Linked DNA regions of Mus musculus: all the other regions are linked to region 5. A link is a contact called in public ChIA-PET, HiChIP or PLAC-seq and promoter capture Hi-C data. All regions are on one chromosome and are shown on one strand. Each heading gives the region's core, a stretch centred on a gene start, on an enhancer-like site or on the middle of the called end of the contact. The rest is flanking DNA. Distances are from core to core; before and after follow the strand shown.

What was found. Promoter capture Hi-C pulls out the DNA fragments that hold promoters and counts their contacts. ChIA-PET counts read pairs in DNA pulled down with a chosen protein or histone mark. HiChIP or PLAC-seq counts read pairs in DNA pulled down with a chosen protein or histone mark. Capture Hi-C pulls out chosen DNA fragments and counts their contacts.
Region 1: a promoter capture Hi-C map of frontonasal cranial neural crest shows a contact between it and region 5. The contact joins the promoter of Morn3 here to the promoter of P2rx4 in region 5. A contact is called at or near these places in 4 of 39 promoter capture datasets (cranial neural crest, frontonasal cranial neural crest, liver and 1 more), 1 of 484 Hi-C or Micro-C datasets (embryonic stem cells) and 4 of 115 datasets of contacts at active chromatin or transcription factors (embryonic stem cells, memory CD8 T cells, microglia and 1 more).
Region 2: a contact with region 5 is called in a promoter capture Hi-C map of liver, with 1.9 times the contacts expected there. The contact joins the promoter of Pptc7 here to the promoter of P2rx4 in region 5. A contact is called at or near these places in 4 of 39 promoter capture datasets (the C10 cell line, hippocampal neurons, liver and 1 more), 3 of 115 datasets of contacts at active chromatin or transcription factors (bone marrow-derived dendritic cells, embryonic stem cells and large pre-B cells) and 1 of 9 other capture datasets (adipose tissue).
Region 3: a contact with region 5 is called in an RNA polymerase II ChIA-PET map of memory CD8 T cells, with 73 read pairs. The contact joins the promoter of Vps29 here to the promoter of P2rx4 in region 5. A contact is called at or near these places in 19 of 39 promoter capture datasets (the 3T3-L1 cell line, 3T3-L1-derived adipocytes, the C10 cell line and 13 more), 1 of 484 Hi-C or Micro-C datasets (the HPC-7 cell line), 6 of 115 datasets of contacts at active chromatin or transcription factors (embryonic stem cells, memory CD8 T cells, microglia and 2 more) and 4 of 9 other capture datasets (adipose tissue, liver, macrophages and 1 more).
Region 4: a contact with region 5 is called in a FOXA1 HiChIP or PLAC-seq map of pancreatic cancer cells. The contact joins the promoter of Setd1b here to the promoter of P2rx4 in region 5. A contact is called at or near these places in 1 of 484 Hi-C or Micro-C datasets (B cells) and 6 of 115 datasets of contacts at active chromatin or transcription factors (bone marrow-derived macrophages, embryonic stem cells, extraembryonic endoderm stem cells and 3 more).
Region 6: a promoter capture Hi-C map of liver shows a contact between it and region 5, with 2.1 times the contacts expected there. The contact joins the promoter of Orai1 here to the promoter of P2rx4 in region 5. A contact is called at or near these places in 1 of 39 promoter capture datasets (liver), 3 of 115 datasets of contacts at active chromatin or transcription factors (embryonic stem cells, memory CD8 T cells and pancreatic cancer cells) and 1 of 9 other capture datasets (pancreatic islet).
Region 7: a promoter capture Hi-C map of pancreatic islet shows a contact between it and region 5. The contact joins the promoter of Arpc3 here to the promoter of P2rx4 in region 5. A contact is called at or near these places in 15 of 39 promoter capture datasets (the 3T3-L1 cell line, 3T3-L1-derived adipocytes, the C10 cell line and 10 more), 2 of 15 datasets of contacts at CTCF or cohesin (the NIH/3T3 cell line and large pre-B cells), 3 of 484 Hi-C or Micro-C datasets (B cells and muscle stem cells), 22 of 115 datasets of contacts at active chromatin or transcription factors (the HPC-7 cell line, the SCID.adh cell line, bone marrow-derived dendritic cells and 13 more) and 4 of 9 other capture datasets (adipose tissue, embryonic stem cells, liver and 1 more).

What each region holds. Positions count from the first base shown.
Region 1 is chr5:123,045,162-123,048,774 of GRCm38.p6, reverse strand. Morn3 (MORN repeat containing 3) reads left to right here and starts at 1,759. Exons shown (of 5, transcript NM_029112.2): 1 at 1,759-2,144. The coding sequence starts at 2,000.
Region 2 is chr5:122,282,855-122,286,750 of GRCm38.p6, reverse strand. It overlaps Pptc7 (PTC7 protein phosphatase homolog), which reads right to left and starts at 2,353. Exons shown (of 6, transcript NM_177242.4): 1 at 1,842-2,353. The coding sequence starts at 2,082.
Region 3 is chr5:122,352,611-122,356,153 of GRCm38.p6, reverse strand. Vps29 (VPS29 retromer complex component) reads right to left here and starts at 1,826. Exons shown (of 4, transcript NM_019780.2): 1 at 1,678-1,826. The coding sequence starts at 1,680. It overlaps Rad9b (RAD9 checkpoint clamp component B), which reads left to right and starts at 1,949. Exons shown (of 13, transcript NM_001382853.1): 1 at 1,949-2,015; 2 at 3,540-3,543. The coding sequence starts at 1,979.
Region 4 is chr5:123,139,849-123,143,883 of GRCm38.p6, reverse strand. Setd1b (SET domain containing 1B) reads right to left here and starts at 1,691. Exons shown (of 17, transcript NM_001040398.2): 1 at 1,430-1,691; 2 at 757-941; 3 at 430-528. The coding sequence starts at 927. It also overlaps a transcript of Rhof not described here.
Region 5 is chr5:122,706,062-122,709,783 of GRCm38.p6, reverse strand. P2rx4 (purinergic receptor P2X, ligand-gated ion channel 4) reads right to left here and starts at 2,240. Exons shown (of 12, transcript NM_011026.3): 1 at 1,997-2,240. The coding sequence starts at 2,130.
Region 6 is chr5:123,013,364-123,017,151 of GRCm38.p6, reverse strand. Orai1 (ORAI calcium release-activated calcium modulator 1) reads right to left here and starts at 2,078. Exons shown (of 2, transcript NM_175423.3): 1 at 1,586-2,078. The coding sequence starts at 1,894. It overlaps Gm2479 (a long non-coding RNA gene), which reads left to right and starts at 2,125. Exons shown (of 3, transcript XR_387710.4): 1 at 2,125-2,425.
Region 7 is chr5:122,389,898-122,393,558 of GRCm38.p6, reverse strand. Arpc3 (actin related protein 2/3 complex, subunit 3) reads right to left here and starts at 1,681. Exons shown (of 7, transcript NM_019824.4): 1 at 1,562-1,681. The coding sequence starts at 1,567. It overlaps Gm32853 (a long non-coding RNA gene), which reads left to right and starts at 248. Exons shown (of 4, transcript XR_387695.4): 1 at 248-1,020; 2 at 2,563-2,677.

The DNA of each region.
Region 1 (3,613 bases), core at 510-3,009, 340 kb before region 5:
TATATAAAGATACTGCAAATGCAGATTGGTAGCCTCAGGATTCTGACAGCAGCACAAACCTTCTATACCATGGCTCCCCTCTCAAGTCCTCCACTCTCCATCTGAGGCCCTGCCAAGAAGCCAGATCTCTACACAACAATTAAAGGGCACGTGGAGAACTGCCAGTATGGGGCTGGAGAGATGGCTCATCGGTTAAGACCACTGCCTGAGGACCAGTAGATAGAGTACTTGCTTGGCATGTGTGAAGCCCTGGGCTTGATTCTAAGCACTGCATAAACCAAGCAAGAAGGCTAATGCTTGCAATCCTAGCATTTAGGAGGTAGAGTTGGGAGGACCGCTAATTTAAAGTCATCCTGCATCGTGAGTCTGAGGCTAGCCTGGGTTACATGAGACCCTGGATTGAAAAAAAGTCATTCTCAGCTACATTGGGAGTTTGAGTCTAACCTGTACTACATGACACCCTATTAGAAACAGAAAGGGGCAGAGAGAATGAATGAATGAATGAACTTGAGTGTAGTGGTACATGTCTTTTATGCCAGCACTCAGGAGGCAAGAAGAATAATGCAAATTAGGGGCTAGCCTGGTCTACATCTGGTCTACATATGGAGTATGGAGTTCCATGTCAGCCAGGGCCACAGAGCCATAGCAAGACTCCATATTAAAAAAAAAAAAAAGCAAGCTTTGTTTTGTTTTGATTTTTTTGTTTGTTTGTTTTGTTTTTATTTTGGGTTTTTGGCTTTTCAAGACAGGGTTTCTCTGTGTAGCCCTGACTATCCTGGAACTCACTCTGTAGACCAGGCTGGCCTTGAACTCAGATATCTTCCTGCCTCTGCCTCCTGAGTGCTGGGATTAAAGTCATGTGCCAGTAGTCCCCTCTGTGGGAACAGAGGCTGTAAAACATGCACAGGTGGCAGGCACAGTGTCCAACCTGAAGCACACAGGTTGTGAGGCTGACCCTGTGGGTGGATGCTAAGATACCATGACCTCCTAGAACTGGCTTCAACCTGAGGATATTTTGATTGGCAGCACCTGTGTGTATGTGCTGCCGGTGCAAGATTTAATGGGAGTGGATTTGTACAGCCTCAGAACCTATGGAGTATGTGGTTGTATTAGTTGAGGGAGATTGCGGTCCCCAGGATGTAGATAGGAACGTTTTTATCACCCATGAGCCAGCTGGAGACAGATGGAAAGACATGAACAATCCCTTCTGGAGATTCTGGGGACCTGAGGAAAACAGGTCGGGGCTCCCAGACATGGGGAGGAGACCCTGGGCCACCCACTGTTTCCCTCTAGAGTCTATGGCTCTACCAGATAAGAGTCGTAGGGCTCAGATGTGGAAGGATGACCAGTGAGCCAAGGGCTGTCCAACTGTGTTTGTTTTGAGACAAGGTCTCACTGTATAGCTAGACTTGCAGTCTGGGACAGTTAGTCACCATGAAATCAGTCTCTGATTTGTGGGATCTCCCCTGCTGAAAGGCAACCCCTGAGCTTCATCTGTCCCATCTACCAGGTACGTAGGGCAAGGGCTAACAGGGCAGGCAGCTGTCTGCCTGATACCCTCTGATACACCTGGAGTGGTCCCAGTACTTGGTACCATCTGATCTTTCTTACTTCGAGTCTCTTCTACCAAAGTCGGTTCCTGATTGGTCTTTCAAGTCATTAAGTCACCTGTGAGCATCATTTTTCCCAGGGGCAGCTTCTCTCCAGTGTCATCACAATCCCTGGGTTCCAAAGGAATTATGCCATCACATCCCTGACAGATGGACCCTAGGAGAATGCAAGGGCAAGGACTGTTGTGGGTCAGTCCAGCACAGAGGGATCCCCACTGAGGGCTCTTCACCTGCCCTGGGGACTCAGAACACAAATGACCTGCCCTATTGGAACTCAGGCAGGCACCTCCCCAGGAAGTACCAGGATCCCCAGGATACACGGGAGTCACTGAGCCCCTGATGCCCCTACCTCCTGCTAGCACCCCCGCAACACCACAGAGGCAGCCAGCATGCCGGTCACTAAGTGTCCAAGGAAAGTAGAGCCGCCGTGGAAAGGGTGGGACCGGAAAGCCCAGAAGAACGGACTGAGACACCAAGTGTTTGCTGTGAACGGCGATCACTACGTGGGCGAATGGAAGGGCAACTTGAAACACGGTAAGCTAAGCGGGAGAGCCTCCGGGGATTAGTGGCCAGCGTGGGGTCAGAGTGGGTGGGCAATGCAAAACAAAACAAAAAGCACTGTTACAGAGTCCATTAAGAACATAAGCGATCTTGTTTTGTTCCCAACCCCACTTAGTGACCAGAACCGGGACCAGCAGGGGGCTGTGGCTCTGAAGTCCAAGTCAGCCCTGACTTCAGCTGAGCCAGAGTCTAGGGACAGAAAACAAAAATGGGATAGGGATCATCAGAAGCCAGCCCAAAGCTGGGTGGGGTTCTGGGGGTGCTGGATCGCTCTCTGTCTTCTGACAGGGTAGCAGAGCCTGGGGTTGGTTGAAAAGGTCAACACATTAAGAAAATGACTTGCAGTAGGCGTTGTGGGCTTCAGATGCTGCCCTGATGCTCTGCAGATGGTGGGGGCACAAGGTCTGGGCCTCAAGACACAGGTTGGACCTATCCAACCCCCCAGAAGTAACTGAGTGACCATGATTACTCCTGTATGCCTGGACTCAAGTCTTAACCAGCAGGGGGCGAATGGGTTCTGGCCGATACATTGCAAATCACGTTTGTCCGGGATGGATGGGGGTAGGACGGGGACTCTATTTAAAAGCTCTAGTCTTGCAATTCCAGACTTAACCACTTTCTTCTCCTGCCTTCCTGGGTTATCTACACTAGAATCCCTGAGCCTGCATTGTTAGAATACCTTATCTATAGGTTTTCTCATCTGTTAAGTGGCAACAATGTCTCTTTATAAAGTACACGCAGCAAGATTGCTCAGAGCAAGGGTGCTCGGGGAGACTCTGCAAAGTAGACTACCATCACATTTCCCAAATGAGGTGACCTGGGAAGAAGTGACTACTGAAGAGGTGGTATTAGGCTATAGAGGGCACCAGAGAGGGGAAGAGAGGGAGTAACAAAGAAGACAGGAGCAGGGTGATGTTTGAGCTAGGCAGAAAGGATAAAGATGTGTCCAGGTTGAGGGGCTTTTCGTCTAAAATTTAGACCTTAAACTGTAGAATTAGAATTAGGGAGGTCAGTGTAACTTGACTGAGGGACAGACTAGAAGTCAGTGTAGCTGAACAAAGAGTAATGGGAGAGAACGTGGGTCAGAATTGGATGTGGTTTTAGTATACATTACCTATAAGCCCAGTTACTGGCTCAGGAGTCTGAGGTAGGAAGATCAAGGCTGGGCTATGACCCTATCTCTAAGATCCCCCTCCCCCAAAGCAAGTTGGGGTTGGAGAAGCCAGGTATGATGGTGCATTCCTGCAGTGCCCAAGTGCTTGGAAGACAATATGTAGGGAGATCAGGGGTTCAAGGCCAGCTTCAGCTACATGAGACCTTATCTCAAAACAAAATAAAATTTAAAAAGAGAGAAAGGAAAGAAAGAAGGAAGGAAGGAAGCATCCAACTGCGGTGTCTCATACTTTTAGTTCCAGTACTCCAGAGGCAGAGGCAGGATGACC
Region 2 (3,896 bases), core at 1,104-3,603, 420 kb after region 5:
CCAGGGCTACACAGAGAAACCCTGTCTCGAAAAACAAACAAACAAACCCTAAGAGTGGTTCACTCCAGGTATTTGTCAATGTGATATGCTCAGACCCAGGTCTAGAAAGTACTATTACTGCCAATCAATCAAACCACAGATTTCTCACAAAAATAAAATCAAGCCCAAAAAACTAGCTTGTAGTCAGCTTTATAAAACGACCTTTCCTGGCTCATCATCGCTTAACCTGTCCGTATGACTGCAGCTCCTGACATCTTTTTGGTGGTGTTGGGTCTTGAACAAGGGCCTCATGCATGGGTGGCAAGTTAGCAGCCTATACTACCCACGGCTCACTGTGACTTCAAAGGCAGCACAGACCCTAAGTTCCCCAAGCGAAGGGCTGCTGGCTGCCTAGGTGACTTGCAGAAGCCGCAAACGGCAGCCTCTCAATAGACTTCACGGCGAATCTGTATACTTCCAAACCTAGGGAGGCTCTCTGAAAGGTTGGTACCAATAGTGCGGTCTAAATACTACAAGATTTTTCTCAACACAGATGAAGAGGTTATTCATCAATTAAAATGAGAACCAACCCCGGTATCATGCTTACAAACACTCCATGTGACAAAACCAAAACTCACAAGGTTATCTGATTTGAAAATGTCAAGAGCTGGGAGCTGGGCACACACCTGTATCTTCAGCAAGAGCTGAAGGTCAGCCTGCACTAAACAGCAAACGAGCTACAAAGACACTGTTCACACGAAAAAGAAAGAAGGAGAAAAAAAAAACGGCAAACAATTACTGTCACAAAAACTATTATTTGCTCCGATGCCATATTTTGTCTAAGCCTATGAAGCTTTTAAGTAACCATAAACTCAATGTCACTGGAGAAGTGAAACCAACGTGACATTTGAACCTAGGCGCCAATGACAGTCTGTCCTTCAATATCAAAAGAAGAGCTTCCCGAACTGAAAGACCTTTAGTGGCATACAGGGAACTCTCCAAGGGCATACCCTAGGTAAAGTTTCTGACAGCTTGTGCATTTGTTTAGGCCTTTGGACAGCTCTCTCTCTCTCTCTCTCTCTCTCTCTCTCTTTCTCTCTCTCTCCTCTCTCTCTCTCTCTCTCCTCTAGTAACTGGGATAGATCTTAGGAAGCACCTGTGGCCTAAAAAGCTGTGACCGAGTCTCACAGCCTTTTTGGCTGCAGCCTACAAGCAGGTCCAGCCATTCTATTTTGGGTCAAGGAGACCTTTCTGCCACCCCCAAGTGACCTCAAGTAGACAAGCTGGGTTAGGGAGAAAGCACTGCTAGAATTTCTAACCAGGCCAGCAGTCCACCCACAACCCCACGGCCCTTCCCGAAAAGGATGGCAATCCGAGGACGGTCCAGGCAGCGGGAAGAACCCACGACGGGGGGCTGTGGGCTCCCCGCCGTCTGTCTTCGGGTCTGCTCCCGGATCCCGCAGCTGGGACCGGGCCGTGGCGTCAGGAGCTCGCCAAGAAGCAGGGATTCCCGGGGCGCCAAGAGGGAGGAGGGAGTGAGGCAAAGCGAGGTTAGCAGCCTGCAGGTGTCGCCGAACGAGGAGGACGAGGTCGCGTGGGGGCTGTGACTAAGAAGAGTGCGCGGTTCTGCACCGGGACGGACTGGACACATTCCCAAGGCGGTGACCTTGGGCACGTGGCTCCACCGCTCTGTCCCTCAGTTTCCCCATTTCTAAAGTGTGGGGATGGGGAGGGAGGGATCGTGAGGCAGAAAACGCATCTCGGGGCGCTCGGCAAGGCGCTGCGCTGCGCTCAGCGGAGGAAGCAGGGAAGACTCGCACTCCGGAGTCCCCAGGAGGCCGACTTGGGGCCGGGGGACTCACCCAGGACGTCGGCCGAGCGGTGGCGGGCCACGAAACACGCGTCGTCCCCGTAGCACGCGCCCTTCTTGAGCAGGCCCTTACGGAAGTCCTTGCCGAAGCCGCAGCCCGCCGTCACCAACCCGTAGTCGCCGCTGCTGCCACCACCGCCGCCGCCGCCGCCGCCCGCCCTGGGGTCGGTCTGCGACAGGCCGCCGAGCACGGCACGGGCCACCAGGCGTCCATACGACAAGACCGAGAACATCGCCGCCGCCGCCCCCCCGAGGAGGCGCGGGGCCCGGGGCGCCGGAGGACGCCGAGGCCCGGAGCCGGCTCTCTCCTCCGCCGCAGCCGCGCCGCCGGGGCGTTCCTCAGGGCGGCGCGCACTGGCCACTGCCGCCCCTGCCCGCCGCACGGGGCCTCGCACACGCTCTACCGCACGCACTGGAGCCAGAGCGAGGTCAGAGCCGGCGGCTCCTCCGCCTCAACCACACTGGGGTCCCGGCTGCAGCCGCCGCCGCCGCCGCCATCTTCCGCTCCACTAGCGTGTTCCGGGCCGCGCCGGCAGCGCCGCCCCCTCTCCGACCCCGCCCCGGCCCCGCCCCCTCTCCGCGGCTCAGGTCCAAGCCCCGCCCCCTCGGACTCGCAGCCCTATGTAGTCACCGGAATCGAGCGTGCGCAAAGGGTGTGGGCGCAGTGTCTCCTGGAAGTCGTAGTTAAGAGTTATAGTCGCTTTGGTCTTGGCTACCTGTGATCCAGGAGTTAGATTTACCAGAGGACTGTAAATTATTGAGAATGACCGGTAGACTGGGTTGTTGGGGGTTTTTTTTGGGGGGGAATTAGAATGGGTGTCCTGTTTTGATTTTTTTTCTCTCTCACCACCTTTTTTTTTCCCTCTTCTGATTTTTTTGAGATAGAGTTTCATCAAGCACAGGCTGACCTCAGACTCGCTCTGTCACCAAGGTTGGCCTTGGATTCCTTCTGATCTTGCCTACAGCTTCTCAAGTTCAAGGATTACAAATTATGTGCCACTATATCTTGTTTAACAGTTTCTTCCATACACACCACATACACACACCCTCTCTCTATATATATTCCTTTACATAACTGTAAGAAACCAAGATTGGGATTCTACACCATCTAGTATACTGGGTGAGAAACGGCAATCCTAACATTTCCATTATTCCTGTGTCTTGAAAGCCCCAGATCTAGTACCCTAGATCCTAAGTTTGACAGTCAACCTGGCCAAGCAGGTCTTTTTCCTGCCTCTGATTTGGAGGCCTTCAGAAACTGTGGAGGGCTGAGAGAACTGCCAAGATGAGGCCTCTTTCTCCAGCCACAGCTGCCTTCTCTTTTCAAGAGGGTCATCCCTTGGCAGAAAGAAGGGGTCAGGCATGATGGCCTATAGCTCTAATCCCTGGCAGTTAGGAGGCAGAGGTAGGCAGATCTGTGAACATGAGGCCAGCCTGATCTACATAGTGAGTTACAGGTCAGTTAAGGTTACATAGACACCCTGTCTCAAAAAAGAAAGAAAGAAAGAAAGAAAGAAAGAAAGAAAGAAAGAAAGAAAGAAAGAAAGAAAGAAAGAGAGAGAGAAAGAGAGAGAAAGAAAGAAAGAAGAGAGAGGGAGATAAAGAAGAGAGGGGGCACTTTCTATTTTATTTTTTCTAAAACTCTTGGCCTATTTGAACAAAGATCAAACAGCCTTCCCCAAATATTAACAATTGTAAGTTATTTCCCTAAGAAATTATTTCAGTTGAGTAACAGCAAAGACTCTTTATCATCATCATCGTCATTACTGTTCTTTTTTTTTTTTTTTAAGATTTATTTATTATTATATCTAAGTACACTGTAACTGTCTTCAGACACACCAGAAGAGGGCGTCAGATCTCATTATGGATGGTTGTGAGCTACCATGTGGTTGCTGGGATTTGAACTCAGGATCTTCGGAAGAGCAGTCGGTGCTCTTAACCACTGAGCCATCTCTCCAGCCCGTCATTACTGTTCTTAAGAGAACTTTTTAAGCTGAGCAGTGGTGGCGCACGCCTTTAATCCCAGCACTTGGGAAGCAGAGGCAGG
Region 3 (3,543 bases), core at 577-3,076, 350 kb after region 5:
GAGTACTTTATCATGTGACAAAAATGTCAAGATCAAGCTCTGTGTGGTGGCACACTCCTTTAGTGCCCACTCTCAGGAGACAGAGGCAGGCAGATCTCTGATTTCCAGGCCAGTAGGGCTACATCGTTATAACCTGACTTAGGATGGAAGAGATGGCTCAGCAATTAAAAAGCACTTGCTGATCTTTGAAGGACCCGGATTTGGTTCCCAGTACCCGCGTGGCACCTCACAACTCCCTGTAACTCCAGTTCCGGGGGATCCGAAGCCCTCTGGTCTCCAGTAGCTCCTGAACTTGTTTGGTGCACATAAACTCATGTAGAGACACATACACAAAAATTCAAAATAAAAATTTAAAAGAAACGTGATGCCCAGCATAGCAACTGCCCTTAAACATAAGCGTTCACCCCTCAAAACGACTTCAGAGACATGAATATGCAATCATTCCAGCAAATTCTTCTTCCTTGCAAGTGTCTCCAAATTGCCATCAAAGAACTAGTCTACTTTAAACTGGAGTCTAAAGCAAAATAATTCTCTTTTAGATGCCAAAATCCAGTGAATTTAAGCATATACCTTTGGAACGGCTTATAAAGCCACCTTTTTTTTTTTCTTTTCCATTTTTTATTAGGTATTTATCTCATTTACATTTCCAATGCTATACCAAAAGGCCCCCGTAGCCACCCACCCCCACTCCCATACCCACCCACTCCCCCTTTTTGGCCCTAGCGTTCCCCTGTACTGGGGCATATAAAGTTTGCATGTCCAATGGGCCTCTCTTTCCAGTGATGGCCGACTAGGCCATCTTTTGATACATATGCAGCTAGAGTCAAGAGCTCCGGGGTACTGGTTAGTTCATAATGTTGTTCCACCTATAGGGTTGCAGATCCCTTTAGCTCCTTGGATACTTTCTCTAGCTCCTCCATTGGGAGCCCTGTGATCCATCCATTAGCTGACTGTGAGCATCCACTTCTGTGTTTGCTAGGCCACCTTTTTAAAAGGTTGTCTGCACAAGGATAATCTGTGAAAAACGCAACGCGTGCCCAGCAGCCAGTGAGGTGCCTTCACTTTAACCTTCATCAGGACAAACAGCAGTCCCCCCCCCCAACTTTAGAGAGCAAAGAGTGCCTTCGAAAATCGGATTACAAGGACGTGTCTGCACAGAAAAGTCGTAGGGACAGCAATCTATTGGGGGGGACGGGCCTAAAGGTCTGATGCAGACTGGGTAAGCTAAGGCTCTCCGAACAACCCCGCGCATCTCCGCAGGCTCCAAACGATCCCCACGACATCGCTCAATGGGGCCGCAGCGGCCACAGGAGACGAGCAGTCCCCTTTCCGGGTCCCCGTCCGGAGTGGCGGCCAGTGCGACGGCTACTTCGCGCTCTGCCCCGAGGCCGGCTACCCCCAGCAAGCCGGGAAGGACCAGGAGGGAAGAGACGTGCGGTCACACCGACTGCCGGAGCCGATCTCGTGACCGGGTCCGGCCGCCGGGTCCGCCTCGCACGCCCTCTGGCCGCTGGGGCGAGGGGGCGACATCAGGCCGAGCCGCACCCTCAACCAGCCGCGGTCCTCCCGTTCCAACTCCGCGGCCACCCGGATCCTCCTCGCGCCCCCACCCCACTCCCTCAACCGGACGCCGCAGCATCCCGGCCCCACCCGGGTAGCAGCCGCCGTGGGGCTCACCATCCTGTCACCAGGGCTCCGTTCAATCACCACGAACGCCGCCGCCCTCTTCCTCAGGCTCCTCGGTCGACCCGCCCACTTCTTCCGCCACCAATGAGACGCGAAGTTGGCAAGAGCCTGTCTTACGGGGGCCCGTAAGGGTCATTTCCCGTCAAGGGAAAAAAAAAAAAAACCCGGCGCTGCAAGAAATCGCTCGTGGGCGGGGCAAAGGAAAGGCTGAGCTCGCGGAAAGTGCGGGGGCAACATCCGGGCACCCGCGGCTGGCGCGCTTGCGCCCTCCATGCCTGCTCTGCCCGTAGCCATGCTGAAGTGCGGGATGACGGGCGGCCAGGTGAAAGGTGGAGCGGCCATTCTTGCTTTGCTACTTAGAAGAGGGAAAAGTCTAACGCCTCGTGCAGGGTTTATCCATCGTCTTCTTCGGCCTCCTCCGCCATTCTTCGCCACGACTGAAGCTGCCATAGCGCGCCTCGCGAGGGCCATGCTGGGCTTCGAAGAGCATGCCAGCCCCGTTCCATTTGATTTATGTCCAGGGTTTAATTCGGTGACCGAGAAAAGAATTGTGCCATTGGGCCTTAAACTCGGATTGAGGAGGGCTGATGTGGAGAGAATTCAAGGGGGGAAATAATACTTGACCAGCAAAAGTATTTTTGAGCTGTGGGAAAACCAACCTGCTGCTTTATTCGACATTCTGCCGGAGACATTTTTTTTATTGTTGTTGGGTTTTGTTTTTGTTTTAATATATAATCTCGAACAATCCTCTCTGTCCCTCAGTCGAAAAATGAGACTAATATTAGCCCCTTCGTTGATAGAGGTTGTTAGAAGCATGGGCTAAATAAAAAGTCCATGTAGTGAGATCAGAAATTAGAAAGACTGTGTGGAGAACTGTATAATACATAGCCTTATAAGGGGGGTGGGATGCTTGGGCTGGGGACCGGGTTTGTGTGTAGACAGACCAAAGAAGGGCCAGTGTACCATCCCCCTTCAGAGGTTGGGAGAACTCAAAATGAATGAGAGCATTAGCACGGAAATTGGCTTGCAGGAGAAATAATGTTGAATTTTATGTCGATGCATATTTATTGAAGTCTTACTGTGTATGTAGGTAAGGGTATACGGCATTTCCTAATGTAAATTAGTCTATAAAACGCTGTGTGGATCGGCTGAGTAGTTTAACTCCCAGGTGTATCTTGACCAAAAAGTTCAGTGTAATCACTTAACGGGAAATTGTTCGGACATATTCAGGAAAAAAGGATTTCAAACCACTGTTTCCAGCTCTGTGGCATCACATACAATTAGGACACCGTGTGGTGAATTCCTGTCATGGTGCCTCCTCTCATAGTGATGCACTTTGCTAAGGCTTGACACAGCATCAAAGTTGAGATCGTTATAGTCTAACAACATGTTAACCTAGCCTAGCATGTTGGAAGCCAAGATGCTCAATGCTGTTGTCGTATGGATAGCCCATGAATGGATGCAAGTGCTAACCACTTAGTTTCCAGCCTTTAGCCCAAGATCAAGCGTAGAGCAATTAGTAGAGCCAGGATGAAATGGGTTAGTCGGAAAAGGCCTTGAAGTTTCGGAAGGATGAAGTTTGCCAACAATTTTGGATAACTAGTGTTTTGATTGAGGAGTAGTCTTGTCTCTGTAAAACTAAAATCCCCTATTTCCATCTCAGGCAGTCTGACCCACAGGGCGCTAACACGCAACAGAAGAATCACTTGCATTTGACAGGCATGACTAAGTTGTTCAGTGGATCCCACCGTCCTTTCTGGTTTTCACTTGAGTCCTGTGCATACAAGAGTAGTCTTGTGGTTTGTCTTCACTGCTTGGGAAGAATGTGAACGCACCTTTCTTTTCCTCCATAGTATT
Region 4 (4,035 bases), core at 442-2,941, 430 kb before region 5:
GGTTCGAAAGGAAAGGGGAAAAAGAAACAGTTTCTCTTTCCCCACCCCCCTATTCTGGCCTCCTATCCTTGCTGCTGGATCCCAGACGACCCTCTGGTCTAGGAAGTTGTCCCCTTTAAAGCCAAAGGGTTGGGAGGGGGGCGGGTCCCTGAGCCAGGGCCCTGGGTGCGCAAGGACCCAGGTGGGGACCGGGAGCCCCCAGCTCTGCCGGCATGATACAGTCTCAGTGCCCTCGTTACAGTTTCTCCGAGTGTTATTTTGTTTACAGTGGCCCGGAGGGGACACCCCTCTCCCCCCTCCCCGCCAAAACTTCCCAGTCCTGGACGGCGGGAACTAAGAATCCGGCTGGGCTTGGTCAGGACTGGCGTTATTTTCGAACTCGGGGAAGGAGGGGGGGAGGGACCATAAGACAGAGAGGAGGGGTCCTACCTTGAATTTGGGCACAGACAGCTCCAGCTCCTTGTTTTTGGTCCAGATTCCGACCACCCGGGGATCTTCCACGATCTCCACCGGGCGGTTGCTGGACATCTGTGGGCAGAGACAGGGGGTTCAGTATAGAAGGGCTGGCACCCTCCCCAGGGGCAGGGGCAGACCCCCCCCCCTCAAGGCACCAGTCCCACTCCAGGCTGAGGGGAGGGAGTCCTGGCTGACAGTTGGCCCAGGTAGCTGGAAGAGGGGTCCCCCTCCGTTCGCCTCTTGTCTGGGGGCTCCACCGGGGGTGGGTGGGGGTGGCGGGAAGGCGCGCCGGCTACTCACGGCCAGGCTGAAATGCTGCCCATCGTAGCGGTACAGTTTATGGTGCCCCTTTTTCAGAGCCGGGTCAATCATCAACTTGTAACTTCTCCAATGGTGGTTCCTCCTCTCGCCCGAAGGGCCGGGCTGCGGCGGGGGCTGCTGGTGGTGGTGGTGGGGGTGACTGTTCTCCATGCCGTTAACCCAACCTGAAACCCAAGCAAGTTGTTGTCCTCTCCGACGCTTCTACACATTCGCCCGAGAATCCAATCGGCTGGCCCCCACCCCCCTCCCACCTTACCAGCGCGCCCCGAAAGCTTGTCTCGCTGCCTCTCCCCCCCCCCCCCGCCTCCCGAGGAAAAAAAATCTAAGAATGGAGCGAGAGAATAAACCCTTTCCGGAGGGTTTACGCGCCCGCCCGCTCGGCCACCGTCTCCGGCTGGCAGCGAGGGGCTGCCCGGGGCCCCCGCTGCGGGCTGGCGCGGTCCGGGACGCACGGAGGACGCGGGCTCCGGCCCATGGTGCCGCCAGCCGCCCGGCGTGGCGCTCGGCCCGGCTCGGGAGCGGGGCGCGCGGCAGGGCCTGGCGTCGCCCGCCCGGGCGGGGGCCGGGGGCTCGGGCTGCCCGGCTCCTCTGACCGCGGCCTCTCTCTCTCTCTCTCTCTCTCTCTCTCCTCCCTTCCCTGCGCCGCGCTTACATCCCCGCCGGGCGCCGGCCTCCCTGCGCCGCCAGCCAGTACATGGTGTCCCCCGCGGGAGCCGAGGCCGGGGCGGCCGGACCGGGGGCCGGGATGGGGGGGACGCCGCCTTAGCGGCTGCCGGGCCCCGAGCTGCCGCTGCCCTTGCTGCTGCCGCCGCCGCTGCTGCTGCTGCTGCTGCCCGGGAGGCGGCTGGCGGCGGAGGCTCGGCTCCCAGTAGCCGCACATCCCACAATACACCGCTAAGGAGCCCGACCCGAGTGCTCACCCTCCTCCTCTTCCTCCTCCTCCTCCTCTTCCTCCTCCCCTCGCCTTCCTCGCCGCTTCCCCAGGCACTCTCCCGGCGGCGGCAGCTGCGCCGCCAAAGCCCCGGGCCCCAGCGGCCCCCCACCCCTCACTCGCGCGCTCCCACACTGCCTCCCCCCCCTTCCCCGGGGGGAAGGCCTTTTAATTTATTTATTCTGCTGGGACTGAGGTGGGGGGCTTGGCTGACGGGGGAGAGGGGGGTCTCCACGGCTTCTATCTCCCCCGCGGCTGGGGCTACCCTTCCAGCTACGGAAGACTCCACGGTGTGCGCCCCCAGGGCCTCCCAAACTGTTTCCAAACTGCCCAGGCCGGTGGTGGACGCGTGGAGTCTCGGCGAAAAGGGCTGGGTTTCGAGTGGGGGGTGATCGTGTGTATGACTACTAGAAGCCTGGAGGGGAGGCAGACGTCGACCCCAAACGAGTTTGCAATCGAGGTATCTCCGATCCCGCTTCCTCTTTGGCCCGCACGCCCCCTCCCTCCCAGGAGCTGTGCTGGGGAAGGGAAACCAAGGTTTGGAACCACACTAGCCTTCACATTCCTGGGAGGATACAACCCTCGCCTGGACGGGGAAGATAGCTCTTTCTCTTTATTTTTTCGTTTTTATTTTTTGCCTTTCTGTTTTTATTTTTGGAGGGGAGCGCCCAGTAATTGTCTTGAACACATGCTTCTCCCTCCCTCCTTCCTCCAGCCACCAGCGACAGAGAGTCCCCTTTTTTGCATTTATCATTTTCCTTCCCCTTTCTTTATTAAAGGTCCGGGAGTGGCGGCGGCCAATCAGCGCTCGGCTTCCATTTTGTGAGTTCAACTCGTAGGCTTCCCCGGCTTTTCGCGTGGATCTGGTTGCAGACGCCCTCGGTCTCTCTTCTCGGGCTGCCGAGGCGAAGCAGCCGCCTCGCCGGGGCTTCGTGGTGGTGTATTTCATATTGGGGCTCTTTTCGGGGTTTGTAATTTGGCCGTGGGTAGGTAATTGGCTGGAGCAGGGCGGCAGGGTGCGGCAGCCAATCAGCGCGCGGCTTCTATAGGGCTTGAGTTATTAGACGCTGATCTCAAAACATCCTTCATCAGACTCCAAGGAGAGGCCAACAGATGAGGGAGCCATTTTTCTGCAATGGAATTAAATGGCCAAGTGGGTTTTTCCTTTGTTGCAAATGGGGAATGCTTTTCCTTTGACTCCACCATCCAGTTCAGGACGCCTGAATGTGTTTAACATTTGCCAAAGGACTCACACTTGGAAGAATGAAGACCTTTTAAAAAGATCTGGATTTTTCCTTATGACTTGGAATCCATCTTTGTCTTGTATAACTAGGTCATAGCACACTATTAATGTCAGCAGTTAACAGTTTTGAATTCAAAAAAACCTAAGTAAATGACATATTTAATTTTTTTCCTTTTTTTTTTTTCTCGGGTGGGTGGGTGGGAGAGCTTGGAGCTGTCTTAATCTGTATTCTCTTGACTGAACAATAAATTTTTAAATATAGTTTCCTCTATTAAACACTTAAGCCTGACCATCTTATTAATTCTATTTTTTAACAAGGTAATGTTTTAAATGTATAGTTGTAGCGAAACGGCAACAATAACAAAAAAACTGTGAGCTGTTGTTACTGTTAAATTTTCTAAAAACCTTTTACATTGTAAGTACCCAATCCATTCTGTCCTTAACTGCACTGCCGTTCTCGTGTTACTGTCGCCTGAGATGTCCTGAATTTTCGGAAGCTTCATCTGCATGTATGTCTTTGTCTTTGTCTGATGTAAGTCAGTTAAAATGCTTTTAGACGTTTTTGCTTCTATAAAGCTACGATTTTTTAGCTTCGAGCTTTTTGGAAAAAAAAAAATGTTTACAGCCATAGTTGCTATTCAGATTTCTTCCCAGTAGCTCGTACACTCTTTGAAAATCGATCTATTTGAAGAAAAACAGCTGTTTTTCTCGAACTGGGTGTGGGGTGGTGGAGGGTAAGAGAAAGGAAGACCTTTTGTATAAAAAAAGACTGAAAGCCGCCTCTGAAAACTAGATTAAAACTGGAAAACAAGCCCTTAGCCGGTTCAAGCCAAACACCTACGTTGAGTCGGTGGTATTTTCTGTGGCGGTTGGGATGGCTGGTTTTGCCTTTTGTTTTGATTTGACTTGTGTTTTCGCCTTTTGTTTCTTAATGACGATCACACCATTGGTAAATCCAGAGCACTAAACAGCCCTCAGCGAAGCCGCCTTTTTGCCAGCCCAACCCTGGAAAGTTTGCAGTCGTGGAAGGAGCAGAAATACCACGAGTGTAACTTACAAAGAAGGTAACAAAGGGACACCAGAA
Region 5 (3,722 bases), core at 991-3,490:
CTTGAGCATTCAGTGGCTGCATGTGGCCCTCTTCCAATGACAACAGCCACAGAATCTTATGGGTGAACAGATTATCCCAGGAAAACAAAAGCCGAGAGCTCAAAGCTACTGGTGAGCCCCTGATTCCAGATACTCCAATCCAAGTTATTTAGTGAGCTAGCAGCAGGGCTCAGTACTGGAGAGCCCATCCCGAGCACTGGAATTATTCACTCCAGAGACTTAATCTAATCTGCATTTAGATACTGGCCTCTCAGGCTGGAGAGATGGCTCAGCGATTAAGAGCACTGACTGCTCTTCCGAAGGTACTGAGTTCAAATCCCAGCAACCACATGGTGGCTCACAACCCCCTGTAATGAGATCTGACGCCCTCTTCTGGTGTGTCTGAAGACAGCTACAGGTACTTAATAAAAATAATAAATAAATCTTTGGGCTGGAGCAGTCAGAGACTGAGGGAGTGGGTTGACCGGAGCGAGCAGAGGTCCTATATACAATTCTCCACAACCACATGAAGGCTCACAACCATCTGAACAGCTACAGTGTATTCATATACATAAAAATAAAAAAAAATCTTAAAAAAAAAATAGATACTGGCCAGGGGTTTTTCAGGTACTGGTGACTGAATGACTCCAAGGCCTCATGCTAAAGAGGACGTTTTTTGGAGACAGGGGCTCACATAGCTCAGGCGAGCATTCTTCTGCCTCAGCCCCATGAATACTGGGATTGCAGACATACTGATTACTGCCTCCTCCAGCTTCAGCGAGTCTTATCTAGTGTCTACCGCTTCCATATGGTGGAAGCTACAACCTTGTGAGCGGAAACTCCTCTGCATTCTTTTGAATGCCCTTAGGCGGTCTGAACAGATTCCAGACCTAACACCAAAGCAGGAGACCTGTTGATTTATTATTTAGTTGGGACACTGTAATAATTCTGGTTGTCCTGAAACTATGTAGACCAGGCTGGCTTTGAACTCATAGATATCTGCCTACCTGTCTCTCACCAGTGCTAGGATTAAAGGCTGTATCTTAGGCATTCTTAACCATCTCTCTGGGCCATCTCTCCAGCCACCTGTGTACCTATTTCATATACCTAAGGCCACACAAAGCTTTCTCAGGTGAGTGTGGTCAGGCACAGAGGTCTTACAGCTCTGAGTCAGTTTGTGAATTGGCAATCTATCTGTGTTTTTTGTGGATTCCTAAGTGACTCCAATGTGTTGTTTGGGGACCCGTGCTTTAGGCCCTTTAGTAAGAAAACAGATCCACCTGTCACGCTAGCAGCTGTTGACACTCGAATACCTTGAAATTGGGCCCAGGAGGCAAGGTAAGGTTCACCATCTCTCCTGGGGTGTATTACAGCCTTACAGGTGCATCCAATTAAAATTAAACGTTTCATAACGCCTAGTGATGGGAGGGTATATATAAACAGTAATGAAGAGCAGAGTTTAGAATCAAAATCAGGCGGGTACTCATATTCCCAACCAATCCAACAAAACAAAGGAAGTGACCTTGGGACACTTTTGGGAAGTGTGACATCTCAAGGGTACTGGGTTATCAGAAGCTTCTTAAGGTAACAGAAACCACAGACCCAGAAAGTACCGAATGAAAACCACAAGCCTTGGTTTCTGTCCGAGTTTGAAAAGGAACCGAAGAGAAGTCCGTGACGCACAGAGTTAAGCCTTCCCTGCCCTGCCCCTCCACCAAGCCAAGGCGCAGCATGAAGCAAGTCGGGAGGGAAGGATGCGAGAAAGATGGGGTGACAGTCTAGCTAAGACGAGGCTTAGCTCCCAGGACGTCCAGTAGTCCCCAGTGTCCTGTTCAAGCTGGTTCCAGGTGGCTTGGCTAGAGCCCGGCGAGGGCGTGTCGCCGCCCCTTGAACTCGGGGAGGAGGGGCTTGGCCGGCTCAGCTATTGCCCCAGACCCAGAGAGCGAGCAAGGGGGCGCTGCCAGGTCCCGACAGTCTGGGTTGCCCCCAGCCGCGGCCCCTCCCCAGGCCCGCTCACCCAATGACGTAAGCCAGGATGAGCAGCTGCACCACGCGGTTCATGAGCCCCACTTTACGGCTGCGGATGAGCACGATGCGCGGCGTGTCGTACTCGAACAGGAAAGCCCGGAGCACGGAGCAGCAGCCTGCCATGGCTCCGCCGCCCGCTGCTCCGCGTCGTGGCCACCGCGGGTCGCCTTGTCGCTGCCACCACCACCACCGGGTCCGGGCAGCAGCCCCGCCCAGCAGCTCGGCCCGGAAATAGGCGGCGCGCGACCTGAGGAGCGCGTCTCCTCCCCCTCTGCCACCCCAGGGTGACGCCCCAACTCGTGACCCTCTCAAAGGGACGATCTAAAAAGCAAGAGTGGTATAGCACTAAGGGACGAATTACCTCTGGAGCAGGGAGCAAGGTCAGCTCCCGGAGGGACAAGGATAATGACGCCCTCAGGCCTAGGATTGAAAGGCAGACAGTTGAGTTCTGTTGCAAAGGACAGCTCTGCGGTTCAGATATAGGATAACGAGCCGTGCGCCAGGGGAACTTGGATAGGAGTTACATTCCTAGAGGACCCGAGTGCTGAAGAGTCAGTCCCCTGACTGAAGGAGGCAAACTTGATCTGGATGTAGTGGAGGGAGCCCCGCTGTGCTGCTTTATGAAACTATAGGGTGGGTGAATAAGTACCTGGTGTACTAGGATGTCTGCAGAAGTCAGCCACAAATGCCACCATATACCCCTCTTAGGCCTGAAGCCGATCCATGTCCCTACCCCTAGTCAGATAACTGTCGTAGTTGCACCTGAGAGGAGGCAACAGCCAGCACCTGGGGGGTGGGGGGGGGTCCCTGTAGCCATCTTGCTATTGAGAATGGCTTACCGCAAGCTTAGGGAGAATTGGAAAAATTCAAGCCCGTGGGGAGACACCATTGTTAAGGTCACATATATCCATTCCCTTCCGAAGTTTTTTTAATAGGCGTTTTATATTAAGTGTAACAGATACATCCAAGTACCCTTATACCAGGTACTGTCCAGCAAGCATAGTGAGAGCATCTCAGCCCTGTGCAGTATAAATATAGCAGGTAATATACACAAGGCTTGAGGTTCTAATCAGACTCCTCGCGGTTCTTTTCATTTTCTGCTCCATGCATCTTTTATTTCATCTGAGTTAGCTTCAGCTTCTGGTCACTTGGCTCCATGGATCTGAGAGAGCATGGTGGACCTTACAGAAAGGCATGGGGACAAGGTGTGTCTTTCCACCACCAGGTCCCAGGGAATTAGTTATTCCAGCTGGCTTCACCTCCTTTGTACCGCCTCCCAATGCTAAGATAAGATTTGCCGTTATGTCATAGCTCCCAATGTTAAGGTCTCTCAGCATCCAGTCCCCTCTCAGCATTATCTCCCACGTAGGGAAGAAGCCTTCAACACATGAAGGTTTGGGAAGAACTCTTCATACACAAGTCATAGTGCCCTGTTACCAGCGACTCATCACGGGATTTGAATGATTTTGAGTTTTAATCTAAGGCCTAGTGGGAAAACATGCCAGCCTGGTGTGGTGGCACATGCCTGTTATCCCAGCAGTCCGAAAGCAGAGCTGGGAGGATTGGCACAAGTTCAAAGCCAGCCTGGTTTATATACCTAGTTCTAACTATAGAGTGAGACCTTGTTTCCGTCTATAGTCAGTGAGTAGGATAGATGCTGCCAAATTTGACAACCTGAGTTTAATCCCTAGAACATAAGTGGTGGAAAAAAAGAG
Region 6 (3,788 bases), core at 829-3,328, 310 kb before region 5:
AAGTGTAAAACTTTCTCTTTAACTTCCAAAGAAACATTGTGTGGCTTTGTTTCTCATTCCCTTTGGCTTGGAGCTACCTGGCCCTGGCTGGAAACTGCCCATAGCACTGTGGTATGTCTTAAGTAAGACCTAGACACTGGCTGACCCAGGTTCAAGTCCTGTTTACCAGACTAGCTGTGTAGAACAGACAGGTCTTGAAGTCATGGGCAATCCTCCTGCCTCTGCCTCCTGAGTACTATAATTATAAGCCAACTCACTTTCACCTCTTTAAAGGGCTCCTCCTCCAACATCATTTTTTAAAGTCGGTTTTAAGGTTTTTTTTTTTAATCTGCCATTTAAGAAATCAAGATCTGGGGAGAGGGAGAGAGGTAGAGAGGGAGAGAGAGAGAGAGAGAGAGAGAGAGGGAGAGAGAGAGAGAGAGAGAGAGAGATTGATTTGCCTGAGGTCATACAGGCAAGCAGCAAGTGGCAGAGCTGGGAAGGGTAATTTATATCACACCTCCTGGCCTTTCCTCTCTGGCCTAGTGCACTGTGGGCTTCTAAAGCATCCGGGCTCACAACTGTGTTGATCCACTTGTTTGCAGGCGACAGGGAGAGACCCAGACAACACTCCCTTCCCAAGAAAACCAAGGGTGCCAACCACTCCCTTCCTCAAGGCCAAAGGCTTAGCTAATTCACGGGGGGGGGGGGGGGGGGGGGGGAGGCGGCCGTGATGGTGAAGGGGGGGGGCGGCAGACCCCACTGATGTAGGTTGATGTCATCGAAAGATAATAACAGCTCCAGGCAAACTCCAAGACAGGCAAGCCTGAAGGTATTCCTAGAGTTAAGGTCTGGTGCCTAACCTGCAGCCTCCAGGGGCGCCTCCTGCAGAGGCTTCGTACCACCTTCTTGGGACTTGAGGGGAGGAAAATATGCCTACCTCTTCATCAAGCAAGAGCCCTTTCAAGGGGAACATGTCCCACCCTCCTCCCCCACACCCAGTGACTCAGAGGCAAGTTTCTAGAGAAGAAAATGAGGGTGGGGAGTGGCACTCAACCCCTAGGCTGAGGCTCTTGGAAAATGCGGTGGGGTGGGGAGTGTAAAAGGGAGTAAGAGTTAGTGGAGTATGGGGAGGTGGAACGTATTGGGAAATCCCCTCCAATATTTGATAAAGTCTTGTTAATACCTTCCGGCCTTAGGTGTGCGAGAAGGCGCGGCCACAATGTAGCTCATCTTCATCTCCTGACACCTGTCCTCAGTGGGCTGGACCTTTTGCATCCTTCTTGTCCCCCTGATTACATGCAGGGCAGACTTCTTACATAGCAACTTCATGAAAGCAACATTCTTTGTAACCCTAACCTCTTTGCCGCGACAAGGTGCCCGTCTAAAAACACCTGCGCGTGGGTATCTCTATCTCTGGTCGTCCACCTCGCCCTCACAGCTCAGCAGCCTCTGGCTCCCCTCCGGCGCCTAGGACAGCTTTCCCCAGCTCTTCCCCTCACCCCAGGCACGCCCAGCCCGCTCCCAACTGTGGGCCCCGTCGGGGCTGCGGGCGGGAGCGGCCGAAGCAGGAAGAGGGGAGGAGGGCAGGGAGGCCCGAGCTCACCATGGCGAAGCCGGAGAGCAGAGCCGAGGTCCGGCTGGAAGCTTTGAGCTTGGCGCGGCTTAAGTAGAGCTTGCGCCAGGACAGCGCCTGCATCGAGTGCTCGTTGAGGCTCATCACCTCGGAGTAACTCTGGCCGATCCAGTCCGGGTAGCTGACGGCGGGTGGCGGCGGCGGCAGCGGTGGGGCCCCCGAGGGCTCCCCGTCCCCGCTGCGGCGGCGGCTCCGGCGGCTGCCGCTAGTGCTGCTGCCGCCGCTCACGGGAAGCTCCGGATTGCTGTGACTCGGGGGCGGGGCAGGCTCCGGATGCATGGAGTACGCTGCGAAGGCGCGGCTGGCGGCGAGCGCCTGAGAAGGCTGCGGCCCCGGGGCCGGGCCGGGCCGCGCCGCACCTCCGCCGGCCTCCCACTCGAGCCGGTCTCCCGCAGCCGGACGCACCGGATCCGAAGGCCGAGGCACTGGCTGCAGAACCGCTCCGCAAGTTCCAAGCGGCCGCGACCGGAGCCTGCGTGCCGACCGGCGTCCGGTCCCAAGCCGGCACCTCCGCGAGCTCCACGATTGGCCGGCGACCCGAGGTTATTTGCATACGCCACACCCACGAACACACCCCGCCCACAAGGCGGTGGGCGGTGTCCGTGCGAGTGACGTACCCCGCACCGCCTCCGACGGCTCCGCCCCCAGCCCCTGGCTCGCCTTCCTGGAAGCGCCCCACGCTGTCAGGCCTCGCTTCTCTTTGCAGCTGCTCCTGTGGCTTTGCTCCCGGAGCTCTTGACTTAGGCCATCCGAGGTCACCTCTGGGCGCCTCCTGAGGCCTATTTCCTCCTTGGAACAAGGTGGCAAAAGGTCTGTTGGAAAAAAGAGCAAGCGGAGGGCTACTAGAGTTCAGTGAGCGGTTATTGAGCGTCTATTGGGTGCCAACACGGTCCCAGGCACCGAGGGCAGGGTGTAGGCTTGTGATTGAGACGGACAAAGTCGATCCCGAAGATGTTATGCGTGCCTGGAGTCCCAGCATAGAGGAGACTGGAAAACAATGAGTTTGAAGGAGGAGTGAGCCCTTGCCTCGAAACACAAGAGGGACAAAATTCCCTGCACCCTTGCAGCCAACACTCTTGTAGAAAAGACACACAAACATCGAGTCAATTATAGTTCAGGAGACTGTAAATGTGTACAGAAAAAAAAAAGATAAAAAAAGGTGGATAGTAACAGGGTTTTTATTTTAATTTTAGAATGCTAGCCCCCGTTTGTATTTATTTATTTTTGAGACTACATAGCTCTGCCTGGTTTGAAACTTGTTATATAGACCAGGCTGGCTTCGAACTCACAAAGAGCCATCTGCCCAAGCCTCTGGACTACTGCCATTAGCATGTGCCTGCCATTAGCCTGTGCCTGCCATTCCCAGACCCCTCCGTAGCGTTTTCTATTCTGCAGGAGGCAGACTAAAAAGGTTCACACCTTGGGAGTCTCATCTGAGCTGAGACCTGGGCCAGCAAGATAGGCGCCAGGACCTAAGGGAAGAGGAAAATAGGGAGGTTCAGGGTGGGGCTCAGGAGATACCGGTAAGGTAGGGAGGGCACTGGGCTAAGGAACTTTAGGACACGTTAAGAGCAGTCTCACCGCTTTAACCCCCAGCCTTCAGAATGTTTCTTGGCACATACTCCACATTGAAGAAATGCTTGTTGACTGAATACATGTGGGAAAAACAAGAACAAATGATAAATTTAGATCCCAGTCAAATAAATCCTAAGCATGTGGTGTGGCACTCCAGGTCTAACAGTGTGAGAGTTAAACTCTTGTACAACCGCTAGAGGGCAGCCCTTCACTCAACCACATGGCACAAAAGAGAGGCCTCCTGTGGAGTTTCTGAGATTCCCCTAGCTGCTGCCTTCCCAGGTTTACAAAGATTGAGAACTTGGGGCTGGCATGGTGGCACAAGCCTTTAATCCCAGCGCTTGGGAGACAGAGGCAGGGCAAGAGGATCTCTGAGTTCTAGGCCAGCTACATAAAAGACTTTGTCTCCCTGGGCAGTGGTAGCGCATGCCTTTAATCCCAGTACTTGGGAGGCAGAGGCAGAGGCAGGTAGATTTCTGAGTTCGAGGCCAGCCTGGTCTACAGAGTGAGTTCCAGGACAGCCAGGGCTATACAAAGAAACCCTGTCTCGAAAAACAAAACAAAACCAAAACAAACAAACAAACAAACAAAAATGTCT
Region 7 (3,661 bases), core at 432-2,931, 320 kb after region 5:
CATCTATGTAGCATGCCATGAGGCCCTGGGGTCAATTCCCCACTGCTACTCAAACACATGCACACTGTTCAAAGTTAGGCTTGCTCTCCTACTCATTATAAATAAGCCTTATTTATGCCAGCCTCTTGCCCACATCCCCGGGTCCCCTGTTCTCCCAATCCCTGTCACCAGGTACTGGTTTTTGTTTTTAGTTTTATTTTGCACATGACCATGCATGTGTACATGTGTGTGTGTGTGTGTGTGTGTGTGTGTGTAGTGTTCATGTTCACGTGTGTGCATATGTGTGCATGTAGGTATGTATGCTCATATCCACAGGTGGAGGCCATAGGTCTGTTTCTTAACTGCTTTCCACTTTATTTTTGAGACAAGGAGCCTCAGGGAACTCTACACATCCCCAGCTCCGAAACTGCAGACACGCTTTGCATGCCCTCCCCCCGCCCCTTCTGTTTTACTTGGGTGCTAAGCATCCAGACTCAGGTCCTCTCATTTGTACCACTGAGACACCTCCTCAGCCCCTACTATCTCTCTCTATATATATATTTATTTCCTGTGACATCGTCTTTCATTGAACCCAGAACTTGCTTATTTTTGGCTGGGCTGGCTGGCCAATAAGCCAGAAGATCTGCCTGTCCTTTGCCTCCCCAGAGCTGGGGTCACAGGCATGAGCTGCTGTACCTTGTGACCCCACCTCCTGCATGCAAGCCTCTTTTTTTTTTTTTTTCTTCCCCCATTTCTTGGGAGACAGGCTTTGCAGTTCTGTAGCCCAGGATGGCCTAGAACTCACTACATAGTCCACATTGGCCTGAACTTTGCCATCCTCCTGCCTCGGTATTGGGATGAGCGATAACTGAGCGATAGGGGTAGGCTAACTGCCATCTATCTGTTTTCGTCACAGCAGTTGTTAAGATAGGAAACTACTTCCTATGTGCATTTGCATGGTTACTGTCTACCCGTTAAACTGTGAGCTCCTTGAGTGGCCCTTAGTCGCTGCTGTCAACAATGCTGGCTTCACAGCGAGAGGTCAGTAACACTGGTTCAGTGTGGGTGCACGCTATTCAAGCGTCCCTTCGCTAAGCTGCAATCGGCATCAATTTCCTCCCACTCGGATGCACACGAAAAAGGAAACCAGCGCTGGCTCGGTGGTGGTCAGGGAGTCGGGTGGGAGTCAGAGCAGGGAGACGGAGGAAGGGGTCCATCAGGGAAGTGAGGTCTGACAGGTGACTAGGTAGCAGGCCGATCCCACTCCCTGGGGTGGAGGAGGAAGTGGAAATGACAAGGGGGAAATTTAAAAAAAAAAAAAAAAAAAAGGAGAAGCTGGACCTTAGACTTAAAAATAAATTAAAAGCCAGCCATCGTTCTTAGGTTCGAGGCTCTAGGGTGGGATCTGGGAACACGGCAGGGTTAGGGGGGAAGCGGCGGGGCAGGCGAGCCGGTGTTGGAGGCAAAGGCTGGAGATCAGGGCGGACGCTTCCTCTCTCCCCGGCCTTATGACACAGATCTCCTGCCACCCCTCGGACCCTCGCCCCGCTCGGCTCCCCGCCCCTGGGGCTCGAATGCTTACCGGCATCTTGACGGTGTCCGGATTCGATCCAGAGAAGCCGAACTCAGAAAGCGTTTCCGACGACCGAGCCTGGGTGGAGTGGGCGGAAGTAAGCCGGAAGAGGCGGGCGGAAGGAATAAACGCACTTCCGGTGACTTGCTCCGGCTGCGCTGACCGCAAGTGACGCCAGGGGGCGCGTCAGCGTGAGGCGATGACCGTGGCGCATGCATAAAGCACGTTCAGAATAAAAGGCTGGATTTTGAAATTGAAGACTCCCTCGCAAGTGGTTAATAATCAGCTCCCGGTTTTGTTTTTTGGGTTTTTTTTCTCATTTCCCGGCTTCAGCTTCAAATCCAGTACCACTCAGTCGCCTGATTTACCCTTCTGCTATGTCTAGTTTTTTACTTTTTTTTTTTTTTTTTTGGTTTTTCGAGACAGGGTTTCTCTGTGTAGCCCTGGCTGTCCTGGAACTCACTCTGTAGACCAGGCTGGCCTCTAACTCAGAAATCCGCCTGCCTCTGCCTCCCGAGTGCCGGGATTAAAGGCGTGCGCCACCACACCTGGCTTAGTTTTGTACTTTTACCACAATGCAAGGTGGGGGACATCAGTTCTCACTTTCCACCGTGATACTCTCGGAACCAACACAGTCTTCAGAAACACCTACACCCTGAGCCGTCTTGGCGGCCAATATTTTTTATTTTTCAATTTTTTCTTTGCTAAGAGTCGCATGAAGTCCAGGCTGGCATATACATATAAATGAATATGAACTGATCTGCACCCACTTGTGTTCAGGAATTACAGATATGTGCCCATCACTCCTGTTATTTTTATTTATTTTTCTTGCTTAGTTTTATGATGCCGACGGTGGTGTCTATCTTCCTTGTCATGTTAAGACAGTCAGGGACCACCACAGGGGTAAAGGAAAGAAAAGTCCTGAGCCTACCCCTTTGACCTGTCTGTCACCCACTAAATGTGTATATCATTTCTACTCTTTCAACAAGGTATGGTGTATGTCTTCCCAGATCATGGCAAGGACTAAGTGGTCATGAAAACCAAGCATATTATAAGGGCCTGAGTGATGCCACATGTCTGAGGGGATGACTACAAACCCACCACTGACACCCATCATATATGTATGTAAGTATGTATTTTGCCTCTCTGGGTAGCCCTGGCTAGTCTGAAACTTGCTTTGTAGACCAGGCTGGCCTTGAACTCTTGAGATCCACCTGCCTTGCCTCCCAAGTACTGAGACTGAGGGGATATGTAACCACCATACCCAGCCAACCACTTTTTGTTTTTGGACAAGGTATTAACTATGTAGCCCAGGCTGGTCTCTACAATGTCTGGCTTATACTCCCTGTTCTTTGTATGACTGCTGAGGAGCCAGGTCCTGGGGTTGAATCCTAGTTCCAACATGACTAGCTGTGTTATTCTGAGCAACTTAATGTACCTCTCTGTGCCTCTGTTCCTCACCTAAATATAGAGGCCTCAGTATTTACCTCATTGCTTAGGGAGGCTGAAATGAGCTACAAGAAAAGTATTTAGAACTAACATTAGACATGTTCTCTTTCTTGGGTTTTGGAGACAGGGTTTCTCTGTGTAGCCCTGGCTGTCCTGGAACTCACTCTGTAGACCAGGCTGGCCTCGAACTCAATAAATTTGCCTGCCTCTGCCTCCTGAATGCTGGGATTAAAGGTGTGCGCCACCATGCCTGGGAACCTGTTAATGGGAGTCCAGAGACCAGAGACCAGGATATTTTCAGCCATCCCGTACTCCTAGGCCACAGGCAGCTCAGCCCATTCCCACACCAGGCCTGGTGCACAGCCCAGCCACACTTGGCTCTTGCCCTCAGCCTTGGCCTCCAGATGCCAACGACTATGGATTCAGAGAGCCTCACTTGGCTTTATTGAAAATGGACCAAACTCAGCCCTATAGGCCAACATGACAACTTCTGACCTGAGGGCTATGAGGGCTGAATTAGCGTTACCAGGTAGACTGGTCACCAAATATCCAGGGAGCCTTGGGCCCTGTTGCAAGGATTCAAGGAAAGAAGTTATGGAAAATACTCTGTAATGTCACGTCTAGCTGGGCTTACTAAGATCCAGCCTCACTCTGCCAGAG